2 separate regions of the Oryctolagus cuniculus genome follow, and region 1 is linked to region 2. Evidence: chromatin contacts called from public Micro-C data. All regions are on one chromosome and are shown on one strand. The core of a region is the stretch at or near the end of the contact, and the rest is flanking DNA. Distances in the headings are between cores, read along the strand shown. Region 1 holds the start of DHRS12 (dehydrogenase/reductase 12). Region 2 holds the start of INTS6 (integrator complex subunit 6).

What was found. Hi-C and Micro-C count contacts between places; a contact is called where the count stands out from the background.
Region 1: a contact with region 2 is called in a Micro-C map of ear pinna, with 6 times the contacts expected there. The contact joins the promoter of DHRS12 here to the promoter of INTS6 in region 2. A contact is called at or near these places in 2 of 6 Hi-C or Micro-C datasets (ear pinna and psoas muscle).

The regions. Positions count from the first base shown.
Region 1 is chr9:71,198,549-71,206,283 of mOryCun1.1, forward strand. It overlaps DHRS12 (dehydrogenase/reductase 12), which reads right to left and starts at 2,933. Exons shown (of 4, transcript XR_011378810.1): 1 at 2,562-2,933. It overlaps CCDC70 (coiled-coil domain containing 70), which reads left to right and starts at 3,007. Exons shown (of 3, transcript XM_017350324.3): 1 at 3,007-3,107. It overlaps LOC138843808 (a long non-coding RNA gene), which reads left to right and starts at 806. Exons shown (of 2, transcript XR_011378816.1): 1 at 806-1,006; 2 at 1,229-1,467.
Region 2 is chr9:70,841,933-70,849,336 of mOryCun1.1, forward strand. It overlaps INTS6 (integrator complex subunit 6), which reads right to left and starts at 1,953. Exons shown (of 19, transcript XM_051832218.2): 1 at 1,296-1,953; 2 at 836-913; 3 at 1-45. The coding sequence starts at 1,406.

The DNA of each region.
Region 1 (7,735 bases), core at 1,683-4,182, 360 kb after region 2:
GGAGCTGCAACTCCTGCCTCTGCTCGGAGCTCCGCCTGAACCCAGGCAGGACGGAAACGAACAAATGATAAAACCCAGTGCAGGGACGGACGGAAGTCGCCCACCTGGCGGGTTTGAAAGACTGCCAGGCGAAGCCCCGCGCAGCCCCACTGAGTCAGCGTCCCTACGGGTGGGGCCTGGGAATTGGCGTCGTTATTCTCCCCCAGGCTCTGACGCGCAGGCAGGGTGGAGATCCACCAGGGAGCTTAATAAATTCTCAGATAAGAACCTCCCTCTGCCCTCCGCGGAATCCGCCAGCCCTGGGGCTCCTGGAGCCACCGCCAAGCGCCCTTCACCAGGCGCGCGCACGCACGCGCGCCGCATCGTCTCGCTGACCACAAACACGCCCGGGGAAGTACCAAGGCAGAGTCCCGCATGGCGACTCGCGACGAGCGAGCCTCACGCCGCAAACACCCTCACGAAGGACGGTCCCCCAGTGCGGGCGCCGACCTAACGCCCAGGAGGCTCCACGGCGCTGGCGCCGCCCTACGTCAGTGGGGCGGACGCGGGCGGGGGCGTGGCCAGCTCCCGCCCCCCAGACGGAAGCCGCGCCCCCCAGCACCCGGGAGCAGCACTCTGGCTGCTGCACCACAGGCACCCCTGTCGCTCCAGACTCGTTTAGTCCCTCCACTTAGACGGCGAGAGAGCCTCGGGCTCGGCCCCTCCGGCTCCCACTAAAGCGGGCCACGTGACAGCTCTCTGGCCCCGCCCACCGGCCGCCCGCGCGCCCGGACCCACGCGGCGCTGCGGAAAAGGCATGGGGCTTGGACGCGCGCCGCACGCCGAGCCCGCGCCGCGTACCCGACGCCCTCCCCCGGCGCGGCCCCGCCCCCGGGCTGCGGGAGCCGCCCGCGGTGACGTCATCCCGGTTATGTAAGAGCGGCTGAGGCCGCGGCTTCTCTCTGCTGGGGAGGCGGCGAGGTCCGGGGCCTGGGCGGTGTGCTCGGGCAGCTGCTGTGCGGGCTCGGTGCGCCTTTGGGGAGTACCCGCGTGCTGGGTCATGCAGGGTGTGGCTGGGATGCGGGATGGCCTGCTGCGAAGTGGGCTACTGAGGACATCCTGCGTAATCTAATGCTGAGGCTTAGGGTATTAATGTCTACATCGAATGGGTCTTACCATAAGGGTTATTATAGTAACTAGCAGCTTCTAAGTTCCTACGTGTGTGAGTTCACGCGGTGACTCCCAACAGGGTCTCCGTAACTGACCTCCGTCCCGGGTGTCCACTGAGGTCCCTCGGTGAAATTCCACGCTGCTTTACCCAACTGGTAGACTGAGGAAGATGTGTGAGGCCTGCTGCTCTAATAGCATCATTACCTGGGACACAGGATCGCTGCTCACTCACACCCCGCGCCCCCCACCCGATGGTCGTGCCCCTACTCCAGAAAAAACTTGTGAAATAAATTCTGCCAGAACGGCTTCCCCTTTAAACAGGACTCTGTTGGGGGGAGGGGGGGGGTCCACTGTGCGGCTCTTATTCCTGATGGTTGATGAAAACAGGTTTAAATGAGTCACATTTTGCAAACCTACCCATGCTGGGTGTGACTTTCCAGGCCTGCCCGCTTCCGGCGGGAGGGTATTTTGAGTGCCCAGAGGTAGGTGCCAGTGCCTTGGACACTGTGTCAGCCCTGGGAAAGCTGTCAGTCTGGGGTTCCCTCTCACTATATCAGGAAATACTTGGGGCTCATAAGGGTGAGAAATTATTTTGAGCCTCAAAGTCTGTCTGCACATCAGTGGCCCCCTGAAGTCGGGGGGTGGGGGTGGGGTGGAAACCCAGCTCTCTCCATGAGCCATGGTGAACCTGGACGAGCTGCAAAGCCGCTCGGTCTTGGCTTGTTTATTTGTAAAATGGGAATGAATATGTTCGCCTCATAAGGCTGCTGGGATGGTTCATTATAAAAAGCTTAGCTGCATGCAGTGTGATCAAAACTTGTCATTTCCATCTGTAAGTTTTCTTCCCCCTCCTTCTTCCCCTGCACCTGTGGCCATGCAGTTGCATTCAACAAATGTTCCATGAGTGCACGAAATGTCTAATGTTTAGCCTCAAAACAGCACATATCCCCAAGGTAGGTACTGTAAGCACAAATGCATTTCATAGGCTTTAAGAAAAGCCAACCTCCCCACCCGAGACCCGCTTCTGCTCTCCATGGGACAAGTGACACATTCACGAAAAGAAACAAAGGGTGGTGTGGGGTTAACAGGAGGAAAGCTCCAGTTTACGTAGAAGTCACCTGAGCTGGATTCTAGTCCAATTTCTGCCTCTGGCTCCCTACATGACCACTGGCAGTAAATTTATGGAGGGTTTAATATGTGCCAGGTGCTGTGGGTTGTCTTACTTCATCATCACACGGATCCATAAGCCTGCTCATACTATTTTTATTTTCTCCATTCTACATAGGAGCAATTTGAGACTTGGAGGGGTTAAGTAAGTTGGCAAAGGTCAGAGGAAAATACACCCTGTAGCCAGGATTGTAGGCCAAGTGTAAGGTGCATGCCTTCCCCTCGCTATGGGGCAATTCGCTTACCCTCTTTGGGCCACCGTTTTCTCATCTGAACAAAGTCAGACCAGATGACAGCTGCAACTTCCCTTCCAGCTCCAACTGCCTGGAAGTCCTCAGTTCAGTAGGGTAGAAAGCCTCTAGAATATTTGTGTCCCTGGTTCCAATTTGCCACTGAAGAGGCCAGAGACAGAATTCATCCTCTAACGCTTCCTTCCCATTGATTTAGATCCCTGAGGTTAATTTTGACCAAATGGAAAGGAGACACAGAAGGTGTGGACTAAGAAAGCCATGGCTTCCTGCACCACAGATGTACATGGTGGGAGCTCTGCGTCTCCTACACACACACACACACACACACACACACACACCAGTGTTCATCTCCCCTTCCACTGAAACTCAGAACCAGTGTCTCTAGCCAAGTTGTCATGGAAACACCAGCTGCCAATGAGATCATGGAAGACAAGGTCATAATGGCAATAGTGCCTTAATATTTTACCTAGCAAAGCCACTTAGTTAATAAGATGAACAACCATCAATCATAAATTCGCAGGAAACCAGGCACCATTTACGGTAGGTGTTTAGAGTACAGCTGGGGGTGGTGAATAGAAATGGAGGGGAGGGAAATGAGCACTAAGAAAGAGAGGATGAGGCAGGGGGTGGAAGAGACGGCCCTGATGCGGATCCTTGTCACTCTCAGCATAGACCAATGCACAGGGCCTGACACTGCCTCTGTGGGTTTTTCTTAAGGACAAGAAGGATTGGGGGGGCGGGTAGGGGTGTGTTGTGGGCTCCCAGCCTCAATCACAAAAGGCTGAAAAGAAGCCCAAGGTGACTGTGTTTTGGAGCACACACTGGCGGAGCAGGGACAGTGGACGCCACCCCCTCCGCCTCCCCCACGGTGGCCACCACTGTAGCCCTGTAGCCTCCGGCGGCCCTCGGTGCCCGGCAGCTTTCACAGATGGGCTCACCCTGGGGCTCTTTGTGGCCCGTGAGAACCAACTGCCTAAACAACAAATCAATTTGACCGGAGGGTTTCCAAACATAGTGCGGGTCTCAGTCTGGCAAGAACTTGGCCGCGGGGCGCCAAAGCTGGGGGGAGGGACTCAGCCCACACGGAATAATACGCCTTTGTGCCTTGGCGTTTTGTAACCTGTGCATGAATCACTTAGACAAAAAGCGTGCAAACACCCCCAGCTCCCCCCCCACACACACCCCCAGTTTCTTCCTCCAGCTTTGTCCACCCTCTAGGGAACAGACCCACGGCACTGAGATGGGCCCAGGGTGGGGCAGCGGGGGCCCCTGGCAGGTCAGTCTTGCACAGACTGGTGTGGGGGGTCTTTATGTCTCAGGGCTCCTGCTTGATAGCAAGCAGGCTCTGTTCCCAGTGCACAGGCAGGTTCCCTCTGTTGGGCCTCGGGGAGCAGGAGGACCAGGACAGCACAGAGTTTGCCCTAGCCCAGTGCTCTCTGCACTGCGTGGGGCCAGCACTGGCTTCTAGGGGAAGGGCTGGCAGCGCAGGCTGGGAGTGGAAAGTGGATGCAGAGTGGCTGGGTGACAGGAGCCGCGGTTGGAAGTCAGCAGGCCAGGGCTCAGTCCGACGCCGCTTCAGAAGACATTCCGCGCTCTGTTTCCCCACTCCATAACTGTGCAGTGCTCACATCGTGGGAGGGAGGAGCAATAAGCCAGCACTCACACTGCACTGCCCATGTGCCCCGCACTGCCCTGAGCTCCTTACAAATGAAGCTCCAGGAATGGTAGCAGCAGAGTGTATAAGATCAGACTTCTAGAAGGGTGCAGAGCCAGGACCCAGTCTGACAGTCCACGACCCCTTCTCCGCCAGGACAGGGGACATGTCCGGTGGCGGCTTTTCTGCAGGTTCTTATTTTTAGTAACTTGTGGGGGCTGGAAGCTTCCACTATCGTCCCCTCAGCCTCTGGGGTTGGTTGATGTGTTCCCAGGTGTGATTGGGTGATTTGCGATTCCCATGGTTCGCTCTGCCAGCTTTCCTCCCCACCTCCCAAGCCACAGGTGCTCAGAGACTGAACTCTGCGCTGAGACCTGCCATCAGCCAGGCGAGGATCCGGTTGGAGCCTGTGGGCTCATGTGCCCTGATGTATGCACTGGATGAGCGCATGAGCCTGCCCTGGCTGGCTGTTTCATACAGGGCAATTTGGACATTTGGCACAGGCCTGGCTTGGGAGTCCTGAAGAATACATTACTTTTACATTTTTAAAGGGATTTATTTTATTTATTTGAAAGAGTGACAGGGAGAGAGAGGGAAAGAAAGAAAGAGAGAGGTCTTCCATCCACTGGCTCACTCCCAAAATGGCCTCAACCACTCGGGCTGGACCAGGCTGAAGCCAGGAACCCAGAACCCCATCTTGATCTTCGATGTGGGTGGTAGGAGCCCAGGTACTTGGGTTATCTTTGCTGCTTTTCCCAAGCACATTAGCAGGGAGCTGGATGGGAAGTGGAGCAGCTGGGACTTGAACGAGTGCTCTAATATGGGATGCTGGCAGTGGCTTAACCCAATGTGCCACAATACCAGCCCCCAACTTTTACATTTTTAATTGTGGTAAAATGCACATAACATAAAATGCACAACTTCATTTTAAAAAAGAGATTTATTTATTTATTTGAAAGGCAGAGTTACAGAGAGAGACAGAGAGAGAGAAAGAGAGAGAGAGAGAGGTCTTCCATCCACTGGTTCATTCCCCAGATGGCCACAATGGCTGGAGCTGCACTGATCTGAAGCCAGGAGCCAGGAGCTTCTTTTGGGACTCCCAGGCGGGTGCAAGGGCCCAAGGACTTGGGCCATTTTCTACTGCTTTCCCGGGCCACAACAGAGAGCTGGATTGGAAGTGGAACAGCCAAGACTCGAACCGGCACCCATATGGGTGGGACTTCACCCGCTACACCACAGCGCAGGCCTCAAAATGTGCCTCTTTAAGCGTTTGCAAATGTGCAGTTCAGTGGCACAGAATACATTCACCACCACCCATCCCCAGAACTTCTTCATCCTCCATCCAACGCTCTGTGCTCACAAAACACTGAGCCCTCAACCTGCTCCCACCCCACCCTGCCCCCAGCCCCTGGCAGCCACCATTTTTTCCATCTCTGTAATGCTTACTACTCAATACCTCATATATAAGGCTACTTCTAAAAGTTTATGGAAACGAGAAATAAAAGGTAAGTTTATTTAGGTGCAAAACAATTTGAAATCCATGCATGGCATTTTCATAATACTCATTTTCTATGAACTTTCTTGAAGACCCCTCACACTTTCTCACACTCACCTCTCAGTTGTTCGTGTAGCAAAATCACATTTCACATTACTGGTTTTCCTATTTTGATTTCCAGAAAGGATACAGCCTGCCAGGTACAGAGACCGTGCCCCTTTCAGCAAGTGTCAGGAAGATAGCGCGTGTTGGTGTTGGAGGCAGATCTCTGCAGGGATAACAGAAAGAAATCCATGATCCAGGGAGTGCAGCAAGCAGGCCACAGGATGACAGGAATAGTCTGGCATGACTTACGCACATATGATTAAAATCACATGGGGTACTAACAAATGAATGCAGGGTACTTTCTTGTAAAAATCTATTTATTTATTTGAAAGACAGAGAGACAGATATTCCATTCATCTGCTGGTTCACTCCCCAAAGACCTGCAATAGCAGAAGCTGGGCCAGGCCAAAGCTTGGAGTCAGGAACTCCATCCAGGTCTCCCATGTAACTGGCAGGGACCCAAGTGGCTCACCACTGCCTCCCAGAGTGTGCATTAGCAGGAAGCAGGAATTGGAAACAGAAACAGGACTCAAACCCAGACATTGTGATATGGGATGGGAGTGTCCCAAGCAGTATCTTAACTGCTCTGCCAATGCCTCATCCCACTGGGCACTTTGTGGCAACTGGAACTGGGACTTGGGGCAGAGCTTGACATTTTTCCTATTTTGCTCCCCACCCTTTGATGTTCTTTGAGTTTCTAGTCAAAGCATGTATCACTTTTACAATAAAAACAAATTTTTAAAATAGACATTTTAGGAAAAGAAAGAGGGAATATGCTAGTGATTTATCCCGTGCCTCTAGCTGTTGAGAACCACTCGTGGCTTAGCCGGGTTCCCTGGGTCCGTGTAATGCAGCGTCCTGAGGGCGTGGTCTCAGGAGAAACAGGATTGAGAATGAGGGGAGAAGGACAGAGAAAGGGAAGACTTTGGGATGTGGCGGCCCATGAAGTGCAGTATCCGCCCCATCTCCCCGAGAGCCCTGGAGCACAGGGGGTTGACCAGCCCTGTAACAAGGGGTTGAGCTTTTGCCCTTCTTCCTGCTCCATCCTTACCTACGAGGTAGGGGTGAGGAGGACAGCAAGCAGTGACTCCCATCACCTCCTGGTAGCTAGCCCCAGTCAGCCACAGGTGGGCCCCAGGAACAGGTGCAGGTGGGAGCCATTAACCACCACACCTGCTGCAGGGCTGCAGGGCGGGAGGGGATCTGGGCTACCCCCTTCCCCCATGACTTGGAAATTGAACCAAAACTGGCTTCCTTAGAAACACATTTACAACCTATAAACCGGTTTATGAAATGCATTTTTTTTGGCTATGGAAAAACACAGGCTATGTAATACTTTAGAAGCTGCAATATTCCAATGAAGAAAAAAAAATGAGTTGAAAAGAATCCAGACTGCCAGGATTTTATTGCTGTGAGTCACTGGACGGTTGCTCACGACGGGGACAGGAGGAGCTTCGACCCGGCCAGGCCTTGTGGCACAGGGGCCTTATTTTTTTTCTTGAACGTCATGGACAATGTGTATCTTCTCATTGATCAGCTCCTCCTTTCTGCTTTGGATGTTAAGAAAAATGCAAAGCCCCATTTGAGTCCAGGACTAAGTAACCCAAGGAATAAGGCCAATTAATGCGAGGACCGATGCAGGAGAGTGGATTGTAGGGCCCATGGCTCCCTGCACTGCTTTGACATCTTCGGGCCTCCCAAGAGCCCAGAGGCCCAACCACTGGGGAAGGCTGCCCTCCAGCCCTGGCTGGTCCCTCTGTCGGACTGTACTTCCCTGGTCACCAAACCTAATCGGCTTCATGTCCCTGCCAGCCCTTGCAATTACACAGACAAGCCACTCACACCCTCCTGTGAGGACCCAGGGCCACCACAGCCTCTTGCCACTACAAAGCAGGACTCCGAAGCCCTTCTGGG
Region 2 (7,404 bases), core at 703-3,202:
TTTCAGTTCATTCATAAACGTTGCATGGTTTTCTTTCCATCCGGCCTGAAAAGAAAAACGTGAGAATTTTTTTTTCTTCCTGTAACGCTAAATGCACACGGCCAGCCGTTACAATCTGACGTGCACCATGTAGCTGCTTCACTTTGGGTTGACATGGTTGGGTTAACGTGTTAATACTGTTATCGCTGCTGAGGAAACTCTCTGCCAAAGGTAGCCGGCAAGCAACCGGCCTGCTCTACAGCTTTTGGTAGCCAGCAGCCTGCACACTTTCTAACTTCACACTGGGAAATCTACTACCTAATCTAACACTCAAAATGTGGGGATGCAAACGTCCTAGGGGCAGGCGGCCGGGAGCGGCACTTGGGAAGTTAACCTCCAGCAGCCCTCCCAGGGCGAATCCGAGCAGCCCCAGCCTCGCAGCCCCCTTCGGCGCGCCTGATTCCCCTTTAATGCAAACCGGGGCTCGGCGCGGCCGGGCCCGGCTGTCACTCGGGCTAACTTGAATAAATATCCCCCACAGTTCATTGCTGCCGCTCACGCCGCGGAGGGGAAATGTCGGCCATGTTGATCGCAGCGCCGCCGCCGCCGCCGCTGCCGCCGCGGGGCCGGGCCGGGCCGGGGAGGGGACGGCGGTGGCCCGGCGAGTCCGCGCCGCGCCGGGACGCTCCCGAGCGGGGGAGGGGGGTGGGAGCCCGCAGGGGAAGGGCCCTCCGCCCCGGGAGCGCAGCGGGTGGGGGAGGGGAGCATAATGAAGGGTGAATGGGGGGGCGGGGAGGGCGAGCGAGGAAGGAACAGGGAAGGGAAGGAAGGGAAGGGGGAGGGCGAGGGCTGTTACCTTGATAGCATAGGGCGGCTCTTCGAAAGTGACCAGCATATACCTGTCTCCTCTGCTGGCAGGGTCCCGGGCACGGAGCTGCGGGCCGGGAGGAGGAACGGGGCGGGCGAGAGGGAAGCAGAGAGGCGAGGTTACGAGGCGAAGAAGGGGCGCCCAGCGTCCCCCGCCGCCCCCCACAGTATCCGCACACGCAGCGGCCACCCCTCCACGCCGCCCCACACACACCGATCGCTCCCTACACACCAGCCCCGGGGCCGGAGCCCGGGCCCGGGCCGAGCCCGGCTCGCAGCGCCCGCCCGCCCGCCCGCCCGCGCGGTGGGGGAGGGGGTCCCGGAGCCCGGCAGCTCCCGCAGTCAGGTCCCCGACACCCCCGCCCCGCCGCCCCCAGCCGCCCTCCCCCACCCTGCCGCCCGCGGGCCGCCGGGCCGGGGTCGCCGCCCCGGGCTCGGTCAGTCGGTACCTTCATGAAGGTCTCTACCGCGCCTTTGGCCGTGTCCAGGTAGGTGGTGCCCAGATGGCTGCGCTGGTTCATAGAGGCAGACGTGTCTATCAGGAACAGTAAGATGGGCATAGTGCTGGCCGGGGACACCGGGGCCCGAGGTGGTGGAGAAAGAGGAGATGGTAGAGGTGGAGGCGCCGGTGGCGGCGGCAGTCGCCGCCGCTACGCGGGGCGGGGGAGCGCGGCCCCCGGGAGGAAAACACCGTCTGGGTCTTTCCTCCGGCTGCGGGGAGTTTCTCCCCCGATAGTTGAGAGGAAACTCCCCAGACCCAGTCCTCCCCGTCGTACCCCCGCCTCCGCCTCCTCCTGCCTGCCTGCCCGCTGGGGCGGGCGCCCGGCCGTCTGTCTGTCGGTCCGTCCCCCCCGCCTCGGGGGTCCCGTCCCCGCTCCCGGCCCCTGTGTGTGTCCCAGCGGGAGACGGGCCTGGCTCCCCCACCCCACCCCCGGTGCAGGGAGTGGGGACCTGGGAGCTGGCGAAGAGGGGAGTGGGCTGAGGGGAGATTGGCCCTGGGGCTGTTGGGAGAAGTTTCAGGGACTCCCTCCGCACCCCGGCGGTGTCACCACTTTCTCAGCCCCTCTCGCTACTGAAGCGCTTTTCTCTCTCACACTCCGGTTTTAACTCGGGTAGGGGCTGCGGGGGCTCCGCCCCCTGACACGTCCCCGGGCCACGTGACGCACCGCCCCGCAGCTCCATTGGCTAATCCCGAGGCTCTTATTAGCATATTCAAACAGGTCAGGGGCGGGGGCTGCTTGTAGGCCGGCTCTGAGGGTTGTTATCGAGCATGCGCGGAGGCGGGGCGTCGGGTGCGCGCGAGAGCGAGCGCGAGGGACGAGCAGGCGGGCCGTCGCGGAGGCGGGCTCTGGGAAGGGGCGGGGACTGGCTTCGGAAGGACCGCGAGGTGGGGGGCGGGGGCTGCGTCGGCGCGCGCAGGGCGGCCGCCACTGTGAGCCTGCGCGTCAGGGCCACTGGCCTCTCCTTGGCTGTTGGAGGTGACAGGGGTCGGAGGAAGGCAAATGGAGATTGTCCTCAGCTCGCCCTCCGAGGTCGCTGGTAACGTGGACGACCGAGGAGGGCTGAGTAAAGTGAACACACACTCGGTTAAGGGCAGGGGGCAGGCCCGCGGCCGCCCTCGCGAGGAAGGCTCGGGACCCGCGGTGGCGGGAGGAGGTTCCCGGGCCTGGGAGGGCCGGCCCAGCGCGGGCGGGCCCGGGGCGGGGGAGGGGAAGTGAGAGGTTGTTTATGACCGGGGACTAATCGCGGCGAGTCACACCGCTCCCGCTGGGGAGTGGGCCCGAGGGCCTCGCCTCGCCCGGATCCTCGGGCGCTGCGGGGGCGACGGCCGAAGGCTGAGGGCGGCGCTCGGCAGACCCGGAGCCTTGCCGTCGGAAGGGGCACCCAGAAAGCCGCCGAACCCGGGAACGGCCTAGGGAGAGACTGGAGCTTATGGATAAGTGCTTTGCTACCCTTTTTATCCTGAGCAAACGTAACTGCTCCTTCCCAGAGAAAAAGACTTTTTCCAAGCTGTTTACTCAGGGTCATAGGATATCAGTTTCAGAGTTGAAAGGGACTTTAGCAAATCATCCATTGCCCTCATTTTAAAGTGAAAAACCTGACATGAACTTGCCCAGATAACACAGTGACGGGGGTTCCCAGAACCCTCCCTTACAAGCAGCCCCTCCAACTCCAAAACCCGTGTGTGTGTGTGAGAAGCAGTCTCGGTCAAGCCCCTGCCTTACCTGAAGTCATGAATCTGCTCCGAGAAAAACAGCTTCCTCGAACTCGCTGAAAAAAATGAAGACTGCCTTAGATACAATTAAGAGACTTAATTAAGCGGCCTTTGTAGGGATAGCTAATTTGTAGGACGCCTCCCGTTAGCCTGTCCTTTCCAGATTTTATTCTTTAATCTTGAAATTTTATGTGCCTACTGATCATTTAAAGAAATTGTTCCTATTAACACAGAAGACATGTTGTGGCATTTTTTTTTAAAATCTTGAGTTTCAAAACTTCCCGATATTTATGACAACCTTGGAGATTTTTTGTTAATTTATAGTCAGGCTATTTCAGTGAAAAGTGTTTTGTAAGTGTGGACCATAGAAGAGGTATGGATACTTGTAAGAGTATTTGGACTAAAAATTATGACGGAGTACAGGTCTTGCAGCCAGTATTTGCTAAGGACCTACTGTGAAATAGGCCTGCTGGAAATAAATGAATAAAATGTGGCCACTGCCTTCAGTGAGCTTACGGTTTTCTAGGTGAATATTTTTCATATGTATTATTAGCTACTCCAACGTAGAAAGTGATAAGATACTAAATAATTCAGGAAAGAGAAATTTATCACTTGGAGTGATGAAGAACATTGTCCAAGCTTCATATATTTAAGCTGTGCCATTTTGTTCCTCAAACTGGAATCATAGATGTGAAGAAAAGAATCCATTCTATTGCAATATGCAAATTACTTTAGCAGCTATAAAGAGTGAATTTTTCAGAGTGATCATTTGCACAGTTCCATAGACTTGCTCTGTAGTTTTCTGTATCCGTGCTTTTCAAACTGGTCTGTGGACCCCTGCCTGTCTGAAAACATATTCTCTAGGATCATAAGCATTTCTTTTGTGAGTCTTCTTTCTTTTGTGAGTTACTCGAGTTTGAGAGACACTGCTTGAAAAATTGGCAGAATTTGGATATGGATGGGGAAGCTCCTGGTAAAAAGTCCTTCCAGAAATTCCAAATGTAAAGAAGTTAGGACAGCTTTGCTGATTGCTTCCTGAAGGACAGTGATTTTCAACTAGGCTGCAGCACCAGGTGCGGGAAGACAAGTGTAAGATCCAGAGAGGTGGCCGGCGCCGCGGCTCACTAGGCTAATCCTCCGCCTGCGGCACCGGCACACTGGGTTCTAGTCCCGGTCGGGGCACCGGATTCTGTCCCAGTTGCCCCCCTTCCAGGCCAGCCCCCTGCTGTGGCCAGGGAGTGCAGTGGAGGATGGCCCAAGTGCTTGGACCCTGCACCCCATGGGAGACCAGGAGAAGCACCTGGCTCCTGCCATCGGATCAGCGCGGTTCGACGGCCGCGGCGGCCATTGGAGGGTGAACCAATGGCAAAAGGAAGACCTTTCTCTCTCACTGTCCACTCTGCCTGTCAAAAAATTTAAAAAAAAAAAAAAAATCCAGAGAGGCAAGTCAGATCTAACTGGTAGATGGCTTTTATTCCAAGCTATTTTGTCCCTATAAATTGGAGAATTTTTTGTTTGAATGCTAAATACAAAGCAATGTTTGAAGGGAATTGGACTAGCCTAGTGGAGATTAGTACACAGTAATAAAAACCTTCCTGATTACAGCTAATCTGAAATCATTTTCAAATAGAGTCATCATGGCTCCCTCTTCAATGATGTTGGCAGGTTGTCATACTACAGTCATACATGGAGGTGTCAGGGACAGAGTTAGATGCAAAGGTCAAGTACAGTAAGCTGACCAGGAACATATAACCAGAACTCAGGCTTATGAGGGTGCCAGAGATCAAAGATCAGGTTTCCAGTTCAGAAGTCCAGAAGCACTGGAAGGCAAAGCCCTGGGGCAGAACAGAAAGGAATGAGGACGTACATAGGCAGCAAATCAAGAGGCATGCAGAAACCAGGAGACACTGACAAGCAGTCCTTAGACAAAATTGTGAAATAGGCCAAGTTTATTCTTAGTTTCTCTGGTTGACAATTCAGCTGTTGGTTGATAGTGGCTTAAAACAGTGATTCTGGGGCCAGCGTTGTGGTTTAGCGGGTTGGGCCACTGCCTGCCATGCCAACATGTTATTTAAGTGCTTGTTTATGTCCAGACTGCTCCACTTCCAATCCTGCTGTCTACTAAGGTACCTGGGAAGGCAGCAGAAAATGACCCAAGTGCTTGGGCCCCTATAACTGGTGTGAGAGACCTAGATGAAGCTCCTAGATCCTAGATCCTGGCTTATTCCTGAGCCAGCTCCAGTCATTGTGGCCATTTGAGGAGTGAACAAGCAGATGGAAAATCCCTCTTTCTTTCTCTCCCTCTCTTTCCCTAACTCTGCCTATCAAATAAATCTTAAAAAAAAAAAAAATGTGATTCTTAGCTGGGAGATGTACATCAGACATGACCTACAGAGCTTTACAAAATAACATACCAGGGCCAGCGCTGTAAGTTGGCAGGTAAAGCCAACGCCTGCAATGCTAACATCTCATATGGGCACCGGTAGGAGTCCTGGCTGCTCCACTTCAGATCCAACTCCCTCCTAATGTGCCTAGGAAAGCAGCAGAAAATGGCCCAAGTCCCTAGGCCTCTGAACTCACGCAGGAGAACTGGAGGAATCCCTGGCTCCTGGCTTTGGCCTGGCCCAGCCCTGGCCATTGCAGCTATTTGGAGATTAAACCGGAGAATGGAAGATTCTCTCTCTCTCACTGTTCTATCCTTTTCTCTCCCTCCCTCTCTCTCTAACTGTGCCTTTCAAATAAATAAATCTTAAAAATAATATACCAAGTGTGCATCACCAGCAGAAAGTGATTCAGTAGATTAGACTAGGCCCTATTTGCCAATTTTTAAAGCTCAACAGATGAGTTTTACAAATAATACTGGTGAAGGACTGGAGGCCTAATATATTAGAATAAGGTATCTAGTATCAGTACTCTTCACATAACTTCAGAGTTAGTGTATTGTTAAAAAGAACTAAAATAGGGGTGCGCATTTGGCTCGGCAGTTAAAGATAGGGTTTGAGACTCCCACATCCCATACAGGGTACCTGGATTAGAGTCCCAGCTCTGCTTCTGGTACCAGTTTCTTGCTATTGCACACCTTGGGATGCAGAAAGTGATAGCTCAAGTAATTATGTGCATGGATTGAGTTCTTGGCTCCTGGCGTTGACTTAGCCCAACCCCAGCCACTGTGGGCATTTGGGAAGTGCTCCCTTGCTCTCTTGCCTGCTCTCGCTCTCTCCCTGTCTTTTTGCATCTCTTATAAATGAACTAAAATCTGTATGCTAAAAAAAAAAAAACTGTAAATGTGACTAAAACTCATTTATGGTGGATTTCTATCATATGTTTATTTAAATTGCTTGAATTCTGCCACGTTTGGGAAAAAAAGAAAATACTGCTGGAGATTTCACAGTGTTTTCTCAGTGAACTTCAGCCCTCCAGTAAGCAGGAGTTGGAAAACATGAATCTCTTCTTTACTCAATTTCTGTCTTTGACTCTAGAAAGAATCTGGTCATATTCAGGCTTATTTTTCTAAAACATGGCCCCAGATGCAAGCCAACAATTTCATCAGACTTGACGGAAGAAACAGTGAGTTCTTGCAATGCTAGAGGGAAAACTAGTTGGATGTGTGCTAAACCCTGTGCTGTTGCAGTCTAGGAGATGAGGGAAGATTTTTCTGGGATCATAAGAAATGTGGAAGAAAACTTGCTGTTTGCTTCGGTTTTTAAAGGAGGAGTACTAGCCAAATGCTCTTGCTTCAATTCAAAAGGGAAGAAATAAATTGCATGGAAACCTGAAAGAATGGTGACTCTGGCTTAAATAATAGCCTAAATTGTTGAAATGGTACTCTTCTAAGTGAATTAAAAACTGATGAATTAGATTCATTTGTAGGAACCAACCAGAGCCTTTTTAAATTACTTTAAACCAATTAATCAGGGTAACACGGTTTAAAAATAATTATGTGCCAGTGACTTGGCCTATGGTATTGGATCTGATGTGCCATCTGAACTGAATAATCAGATGAACCAGTGTTTCTCATATGTAACCTACACAAGTTTCTTTAGGCTGCCATTTGCTCAGCTCTCTGCTATACTATCCTCTTTGAGATCATAATAATCATTATCGAGAACATCAAAAACCATGTCAAAATAACAACTATAAAAAATAAGGTGAGGCCAGCACCGTGGCGTAGCATGTAAAGCTGCCGCGTGCAATGCCAGCATCCCATATGGGTGCTGGCTCGAGACTCAGCTGCTCCACTTCCAATCCAGCTCTCTGACTGTGGTCTGGGAAAGCAGTAGGAGATGGCCCAAGTGCTTAGGCCTCTACACTGTGAGGGGGACCCGGAGGAGGCTCCTGGCTCC